Regions from separate parts of the Mus musculus genome. Here regions 1 and 2 are each linked to region 3. The links are chromatin contacts, called in public HiChIP or PLAC-seq and promoter capture Hi-C maps. All regions are on one chromosome and are shown on one strand. The core of a region is the stretch at or near the end of the contact, and the rest is flanking DNA. Distances in the headings are between cores, read along the strand shown.

Region 1 (2,745 bases), core at 150-2,649, 110 kb after region 3:
AAGAAATTGCTGGCCCAGGGTGGAAAAAAAAGAAGGTTTCAGACGCAGGTGATAGCTTTGGCTGGTTTGAAGAAGCCAGAAGCGAGTGCAGCAGGAGAAGGCCACAACAGGGAGGGAGCAGGTGGGACTTGGGGGACGAAGCGAGGACTGGTTGAGGCAGCGGAAGAGATGAGACAGGGAAGAGGAAGAGGTGCTTGGTACCCATGAGCATGCCCGTCAAAGCATCTGCTTAGGTAGCAAGCAGCATGTGGGCCTTGGGGAGCTGCATCTTGCTCAAGGTCCACCTGCTGTGGGCCGACCCTGCAGCCTCCTTGCCCAGTCCTGAGGGGCAGGGGCAGGACCCACTCCTGAGCTTGCATGTCACTCGCCAGCGCTTGGCCAAGCAGTGACTTCTGGGGAGCAAGATGGGTAAAATGTCAAAGGAAAACACAATCTTGTCAGTGGTGACGTTAGCCTGTGAAGACAGCTGTTACCAGCTTTCTCCAGAGAAGGCACCCCTGCAGCCCAGCATTGCAGCTGGAAAGGCTAAGAGCAGATGGCCTTGCTGGCCCAGATTCCGGCCAGATTGCCTGGGAGGTGTGGGTGTAGTGTATGTGTGTGTGTGGTGGTGGTGGTGGTAGAAGGAGCAAGATATGTGGGGGAGGGGAGCAGAGCCACCTCATGCCATCTCCATGGTGCTCTGCCCATTGGGGAGCAGGGGTACTCTCCAGGGCCTCTGTGGTCTTAAACCAGTACTTGTCAGAGTCCCTTGGAGAGAGGCCACTTCCATCTGTGAGGACCTGCTTGCAAGCTTGTGGGTGACTTTCAGTGCCCATGGAAATGGCCCAGCATCCAGTGCCCAGCTCAGGTAGGACCCAGATGCAGCTCACCAGTTAGTTTCAGTGTTTCTTCTCCTGGTAACTGGAAATAGTGGCACTTAGACCTTCTCTTCCTAAATCCTCACGGCACCCTAAAACCAAAGTCCTCATTTGATCCCCATTTTATAGCTAAGGGCCTGAAGGCCAAAGGCCACAGCTAACCACATACTTGAGAGCAGATGGTTCACTCTGATAAACTGAGCTTAAGTCTGGAGGCCTGGGTCTGGTGGGCAGAGAGCAGCCTCAGGTGCAGCAATCAGGAGAGAGGCTGGGACTGCCGGCTAGAGGAGACAGCATGTCCCTTTTCTCTTGGTGCTTCCTGAGCCCCTGTCAAGCCTTAGATCCCAAGTTTCCTCCCTAGGATGTTTGTCCAGTAAGACATGAGCCTGGAACAGAGCCCGGGACAGTAAACACAGGATCTCGGTTTAACCGAGCAAAGCCGCATGCAGCTTCTAGGCACTCCATTCACACAGACTATGATGAAAATAACCTGGCCTCTGAGTTGGTTGAGAGGGTTGCCCTCTGTGGGGCCACAAGCTGCAGGGCCTTGAAAACCAAGCATCTGCAGACCTTGCCACACAGGATGTGATGCAGGCAGCGGGGGACTGCACAGTCTATGGGGACATTTAGCTCTGGCGCTCTGGGATGAACACAGTCTAAGTGACCCATCACCAGGCTGTGGTTTTTCTGTCCTGCTTGTGGATGAACACAGTCTAAGTGACCCATCACCAGGCTGTGGTTTTTCTGTCCTGCTTGTGGGGCCTGGAGCTCTTCTGTCTGTGTGGAGACCTGTGGTTATCCAATGTTCAGCCAGCCTTAGGAGTGACCCCTGGCTCCCCATGTCAGCCATCAGCTTGGTTGATGAAGATGTGTAGTAGAGCCTTGGCTTCTAGTCCCAGCACCTCAAAAACCAAAAAGACATTGGACAGACAAGCGCAGAGTCCCTCTTCTTGCTGAGCCCAGAGAAAGGGAAGCTGGCTGCGTGCTGGGCGGTGGGACTTGGCTCCAGGGAGCTGGGCTCAGAGCCAGGCTCTGGCCTCCTAGGGAGAGCTGCCTAGGCAGCCTTGGCTCATGGGTATTCAGGGTTTCTTGGAGCTGGAGATGATCTGTCCCACTTCTTGGGATGAAAATAACTGCCCGATTTCAGGGTAATTACATGGCTTGGGCTCCCACACAGTGCAGAGAGCCCCCCGATAATTACTGTGTGGATGCTGCTGTTGGCAGCTGATGCTTATTTTCTGCCTCAGAGTCTCCTGGACAGGAAGCCTGGGCCATCAACTGCTCTAGACAATGCAAATCTGCTCATGTGAGCAGAACCTTCTAGAAACATTTTCTGGACAGGGTTGTGATGGCCTCTCTCACTCCACAACCATCTGTCAAGCTCGGGACACCATTGCCAGCCCAGATACAAACGGTGTCTGGGGTTCTCAGTGGCTATACTAGTAATTTCTGATCCCTGTGACAAGAACATCTGACCAAAGCAACTTAGGGAGGAAGGGGTTGGCTTGTAGTTCCAGGGTACAGTCTGCCATGGAAGGGAAATAGTGATGGTGGCTGGTTGTGTTGTATCCCCAGTCAGGAAGCCGAGAGTGAATGGATGCTGGTTCTCAGCTCTTGTTTTCTGTTTTATTCAGTCCAGGATCCAGCCTATGAGATCGTGCCATCCACACTCAGAGTGGATCTTCCCAACTCAGTTAAACATCTCTGGAAATGTCCTCCTACACATGGCCAGAGGTGTGTGTCCACCGTGATTTCAAATCCAGCCAACATTGGAGATTAATTATCTCAGTGGCTTTACCGTCATCTCCTCAAGTAGCCCTGGGCTAGGCCCATCTACTAAGTTACCGAGCTCTGTAGGAGGCACCTGTGCGTGGGCAGAGCTTCCTGT
Region 2 (2,700 bases), core at 96-2,595, 110 kb before region 3:
GCCCGGCAGCCATTTTCTTAAGGTGTGTGTGTGTGTGTGTGTGTGTGTGTGTGTGTGTGTGTGTGTGTATACATATGTACATCATGCATGTGCAGATGCCCAAGCTGGCCAGAAGAGGGCATTGGATTCCCTGGAACTGGAGTTGAAGGTGGTAGTGGTCCAATCAGTGTGAGCCTTGGGAACTGCAACTCCAGCCCACGGAAGAACAGGTGCTGTGTCTCTCTGGCCCCTTATTCAGCCATTTTCTCATCCCACCCCTCATTCTTCATCCATCTGACTGTCCATCCATCCATCCGTCTGTCCACATGTGTGTCCATCCACCCACTTCCTGCCCACCCACCTATGCGTCCATCCTTCACTGAGCACCTACTGTGTTTCTCACACAAAGCTCCATTGAACCCTCATCATGTGCCAGCCTCAAGCATGCCCTCCATGCAGATTCACTTTATACACAGGGAGGAGCCTCGGCAGCAGTGGGACTCCCATCTCCTCTCCGTTCCTGGAAGGTGGTTCTTTTGTCTCCTTCTGAGGATGGAGTGTTGGGAAGATGGTCAGCTGATCATCTGCATGGTCTGACTGAGCCAGCAAGGACTACCTGCAAGTTAGAGCTCCTGTGGTCCCTTTTTTCCATATGTAGGACTACAGCTCCCAGAGGCTTATGGGAAGGGACTAAGCCAAGGTGAAGGCCTGGGTCACCACCAGTCACTAGCTTTATTTGTTCCTTTTGGTTTGGTTTTGAAACTGGGAAGGCTGTGGGAGATGAGAGTGCCCACCCCAATAGCATGTTTTATGTCTGGTGCAAGTGTGTTTGGCTGGTTGATTGGTGTTTTAATCTTTCTTTTTCTTTTAGATTAAAAAAAATGTGTATGGCTATTTTGCCTGCATATATTTCTGTACCATATGCATATAAAGCCCACATGGGCCAGAAGAGGACATTTGAATCTCCTGGGACCGGAGTTACAGATGGTTATGAGCTGCCATGCAGGTGCCGGGGGAATTGAAGTTCAGTCCTCTGGAAGAACAGCCAGTGCTCTTAACTGCTGAGCCACCTCTCCAGCCCAGGCTGGTCTTGAACTCACAACCTTCTTTCGCTACCTTCTAACTTCTGGATTATAGGCATGTGTAACATGCTTACTTCACGTCTGCTGCTTTTTTGTGTTATTTCTGTTTTGGCTAAGGGCCAGGAAGTCTGTGCTCACACATACCTGCCTGTGGGCGGTTCTGGCTGACTCAGCCTCACCTCAATATGGGGGTGTCTTGGAAGGGTGTGCCACAGGCCCTGCCACCTTCCTCCGACTCTCACTGTGATTCATTCAGTCCCAGAGGCAGCAATAGGAGCTGTGTGTGCCTGTCCATGACAGAGCCGTCCCTTCTCCCTGCTGCCAAGATGGAAGGGCTGGCCCTGCTGCCCCTGACCTCACCCTGTCCCCGGATCCCACGAGCCCGCATCTCCAGGCAGCCGGGGCGATGGGCCCACCTGGGCTGCAGGTACTGGTGTCCAGGGTGGTGGAGGGAGGACTGGATCTGCTGTGTGTGAGGAACAGGTGCCACTTCACAACAGTTCTGTGAGGCGAGAGTACCTTTAGGCTGATCCTGATTCTTAACAATTCTAAGTGATGCTGGGGACTAGCTTGGGCAAATCCACTCTTAGATGGATAATTACGGCTCCTGCCACACACATTTCGGCTTGAGCCCCTGGAGACTGGATGTGGTCCTTCCCCAGGAAGAGATTCAGGAAGCGGGGTTGGAACTCTCAGATGGGGCAACTGGCAGGGAGTGGTACTCATACGGATAAACCTTTGTGCCACAAAACATATTCCTTGAGTGCCTGTGGGGGAACTGTGGGGGCTCTGTCCCATCAGAGGGAAATGGGCTCAACAGGTGAAACCTGTTTGTCTGTCCACTTTGCCCTGGTCAGTCTGTCAGATGTGTTGGCTTCCTGATACTGCTGTTCGGAGTCATCAAACAACAGTTACTATCTTCGAATCCAGTGTGCTGAGATTCCCCAAACCAAGGACTCTTTCTCCACTACCAGGCTCTCAGGGGACGAGGCTTCCTTTCCCAGATGCTAAGGGCCCATATGTTGCTTGGCTCTTAGCCTCCCCATATGCAATGCCACCACTGAGCACCTCTGACTCTTGGCTATGACCTACCCTTCCATCCCCATTGCCTCTCCTGCCTGCCTCTGCCACTAACAGGGTGACATCAGTAATAGCCTTGGACCCACTCAGATGGTCCGGGCTCTCCCTCATCTTGAGGACCCAAACAATCACAGCCAGAACACCCAGAGCAGAGTCACAAATTCTGGGGATTAAATGCAGACATCTTTGAGGGGCCTCCATTATTCTATGTATCTTTACATTCATTCCATCTATACATTCATCCCATTGTTCTAATCTACAACTACATCACTAGCCATCCATTACCTATCACTCCATCTATGGAGTCCGTCCGTCTGCCCATCCCTCTATCGACCTATCGATAATCTCTATCAACCTACCTAGCAACCTGTCTACTAAGGTGGCTCTTCTTACTCCCACCCCTGCCTTAATCCCCTAAGTCTATTAATACTAATCCATCTGTGAGAACGTCTGGCCACTGAATGTGCTCAGTGGCTGTGGCTGGATGAACCAGTGAGTGATCCTTTAAGCATGTGAAATTTCATAGCTCCCCTTTGTTTACTTACAACAATACGAAGGG
Region 3 (2,754 bases), core at 102-2,601:
CTGGCCTCGAACTCAGAAATCTGCCTGCCTCTGCCTCCTGAGGGCTGGGATTAAAGGCGTGCGCCACCAAGGCCGGCTTTTTTTTTTTTTTTTTTGCCACTTTTCTTAAAACGTCATGTAAATAAACCAGCCTTCAAAGTGCAGGGCTAAAGCTTAAAAGAAGAAAGAAAATACAGCAATCAAGAAAACAGAAAACTTGAGTTGTCGTGGCGTGCTTGGGGAAAGAGGAAAGAGAAAAAAAAAACAATGCTGGAGTGGTGATCAGGGTGTCTAAGCCCCAAACAACAGCTGCAAGCTGGGTGGTGGGTGGGAGAGGGGAGGATGGTCAGCAGGCTTTCAGGGCAATCTTATCGGGTGGAGCCGTCCTGGTAGGAATTCAGTCAAATGTTCAATCAGGCAATGGATAAAATGAAGACACTTAATCCAGTCTCAAAAAAATTATCTCCCACTTGATCCAGTCTCAAAAAAATTATCTCCCATATCCTCTTCTGTATTCCAGAAGCTTTTATAGAATGCACTCCAAAACAAGGGGTAAACTGGTGTGTCTGTGTGTGTATCTGTGTGTGTGTGTGTGTGTGTGTGTGTGTGTGTGTGTGTGAGATGTCAATAACCCTAATACATAAAAGGCTGGAACAGGAGGATGGCTGAGAGTTGAAGGCCAGCATGAGATACAACGACATGATTAAAAACAAAAACAAAGACAAAACCAAAAACAAAGCAGGGCAGTGGTGGCACACGCCTTTAATCCCAGCACTTGGGAGGCAGAGGCAGGCGGATTTCTGAGTTCGAGGCCAGCCTGGTCTACAGAGTAAGTTCAAGATAACCAGAACTACACAGAGAAACCCTGTCTCAAAAAAGCAAACCAAACAAAACAAAACAAAAAGTGAAATATTCAATCTTAAGTAGACAGCTTGATGAATTTTTACAAACTCACTAAATATTCATTTTAGCTGCCACTCCCAGAAACTGAAGTTAGTAGTACCTCAGAGTTTGGAGTTTGACTGGGCCCTTGAGGGCCCTGAGTTCCATCCCTGGAACCTATTGGGTGAAGAGAACAGGCATCTTGGCACGCTCCCACACCCATCACGCAATAAATAAACAAATGAACAGAAAAAGAAGTCAAAGGGGAAGGAGATTAGCTTAACACGGTCACAAAACTAAGGGCTAGATCTGCAAGGCTATGCAGACAGAGACCAAGGGAGAGTAAGGGGACAGGGAGGGGCGGAGTCCAGCCCAGTGTGGGTGGAGCCTTTGGTCCCTTAGTTAGAGCAAGGGGCGTGGCTACGCCTCCATGTTCGGAGCTGGGGGCGGGGCTCGTGGACAGCCAGTTAGCGCGAAGAGGCGTGGCCACAAGGAGGCTGTTGCGGACAAGCTGGAGCTACGGTTGGACTTGAGGCCTGGATCAGCGGGGAATAGAAACCCACAGAAAGTTCTGGAGCGCCAGGCGGGAATCAGGTGCTGAAACCAGCGAGTCCTCCCGTAAGGAGGAGGCTTCCGGACGCTTCGGGGCCCAGAGACTCAGACGCGGCCCGGGGTTTCGTGACGCACTCGGCTTCGGGGCGGGACCGGCGCTGGCCAAGATGGAGGCCAACGTGTTCCGCTTCCGAGATGCCCGCTCTGCTCCGGATCCCGTGCTCGAAGCCGGGCCGGTGGCCTTCGGGTCGCAGCCGGTGCCTCTGGTGCTGGACAACGGGTCGTTCCAGGCTCGGGCCGGGTGGGCGTGCCCCGGGCCGGACCCCGGTCCCGAGCCTCGCCTGCAGTTCCGCGCCGTGTGTGCGCGCGGCCGCGGCGGGGCGCGCGGCGGGCCGGGGCCGCAGGTGGGCAACGCGCTGGGAAGCCTGGAGCCTCTGCGCTGGATGCTGCGCTCGCCCTTCGATCGCAACGTCCCGGTCAACCTGGAACTGCAGGAACTGCTGCTGGACTACAGCTTCCAGCACCTCGGCGTCTCCTCGCAGGTGAGGGCCTGCCGGGCAGGGCGCGCTCGGCTTCAGCCGTCATGCCAGGCAGTAGGGTATTGAACACAAGTTCGTCAGCCTTGTGCTAGGAGCTAAGGGTACACCACGAAGTCTTTATCTTCCAGAGGATGGGCTGTCTCAGGCACAAGGGTCCAGTTTGCAATAGTCCAAGTGAGATGAGTTTTACCAGCACCAGTCCGATCCTGGAAGTATTTTGAAGATAAAACCAACGGGGTTTATCAGTTAACAGTTTAGCCAAAGCTTGACTTAATAAACTTAAAATGAACCGGGCATGGGTTCACGGCCCTTTAATCCGGGCACTCGGTAGGCAGAAGCAGGCAGATGTTTGTGAGTTCAAGGCCAGCCAGGGCTACACAGAGAAACCTTATCTTAAAAAAACAAAAAACCAACAGACAGACAGACCTACGAAAAGCTTAAATTGATCATGTTATTTTGGCTTCCCAAAATAATCTCCAATAGAGATGAAATGTATTCTTTAAAATGGCCCGTGAGCACCTTTTAAAAGATGTATTATTTCAAAGTTATATGTGTGAGAATGTGTACAAGAGTGTAGGTGCCTTAGGCAGGTGATCTTCTGTGACTGGAGTCAGAGATTAGGTGCTGGGAAACAGAGTTGGGTTCTAATGTGTTCTCTCTAGTCCTCGTGTCTGGCCTTGAGTGTCTCCCTCCACGACCTCGTGTTTTAAATTAGAGTTCAAAAGTAAATTCTGTCCTGCGTAAGGATTTGGGGTTATTTTTGCATTTCATGCATGCTTCCGTTTGTCTCTTTGTGCTTGTC

What was found. Promoter capture Hi-C pulls out the DNA fragments that hold promoters and counts their contacts. HiChIP or PLAC-seq counts read pairs in DNA pulled down with a chosen protein or histone mark.
Region 1: a contact with region 3 is called in a promoter capture Hi-C map of pre-B cells. The contact joins the enhancer-like site here to the promoter of Actr5 in region 3. A contact is called at or near these places in 3 of 39 promoter capture datasets (the C10 cell line, the HPC-7 cell line and pre-B cells), 2 of 484 Hi-C or Micro-C datasets (CD8 T cells and bone marrow-derived dendritic cells), 2 of 115 datasets of contacts at active chromatin or transcription factors (CD8 T cells and pro-B cells) and 3 of 9 other capture datasets (adipose tissue, liver and pancreatic islet).
Region 2: an HNF4G HiChIP or PLAC-seq map of pancreatic cancer cells shows a contact between it and region 3. The contact joins the promoter of Arhgap40 here to the promoter of Actr5 in region 3. A contact is called at or near these places in 8 of 39 promoter capture datasets (the C10 cell line, the HPC-7 cell line, cranial neural crest and 4 more), 14 of 115 datasets of contacts at active chromatin or transcription factors (T-cell acute lymphoblastic leukemia, bone marrow-derived macrophages, embryonic basal ganglia and 7 more) and 4 of 9 other capture datasets (adipose tissue, embryonic stem cells, liver and 1 more).

Annotation. Positions count from the first base shown.
Region 1 is chr2:158,732,777-158,735,521 of GRCm38.p6, forward strand. The region is part of intron 2 of Ppp1r16b (protein phosphatase 1, regulatory subunit 16B); the gene reads left to right. Among named protein-coding and RNA genes, the nearest start is that of Fam83d, 34 kb to the right of the region's middle. Within about 2 kb of position 1,400, at least 120 of the 459 cell types and tissues checked have an H3K27ac peak or open chromatin away from gene starts, as enhancers often do. A contact at or near this core is called in CD8 T cells, adipose tissue, liver and 2 more, where this site is marked.
Region 2 is chr2:158,511,451-158,514,150 of GRCm38.p6, forward strand. It overlaps Arhgap40 (Rho GTPase activating protein 40), which reads left to right and starts at 1,346. Exons shown (of 15, transcript NM_001145015.1): 1 at 1,346-1,488. The coding sequence starts at 1,355.
Region 3 is chr2:158,623,562-158,626,315 of GRCm38.p6, forward strand. Actr5 (ARP5 actin-related protein 5) reads left to right here and starts at 1,352. Exons shown (of 9, transcript NM_175419.4): 1 at 1,352-1,955. The coding sequence starts at 1,581.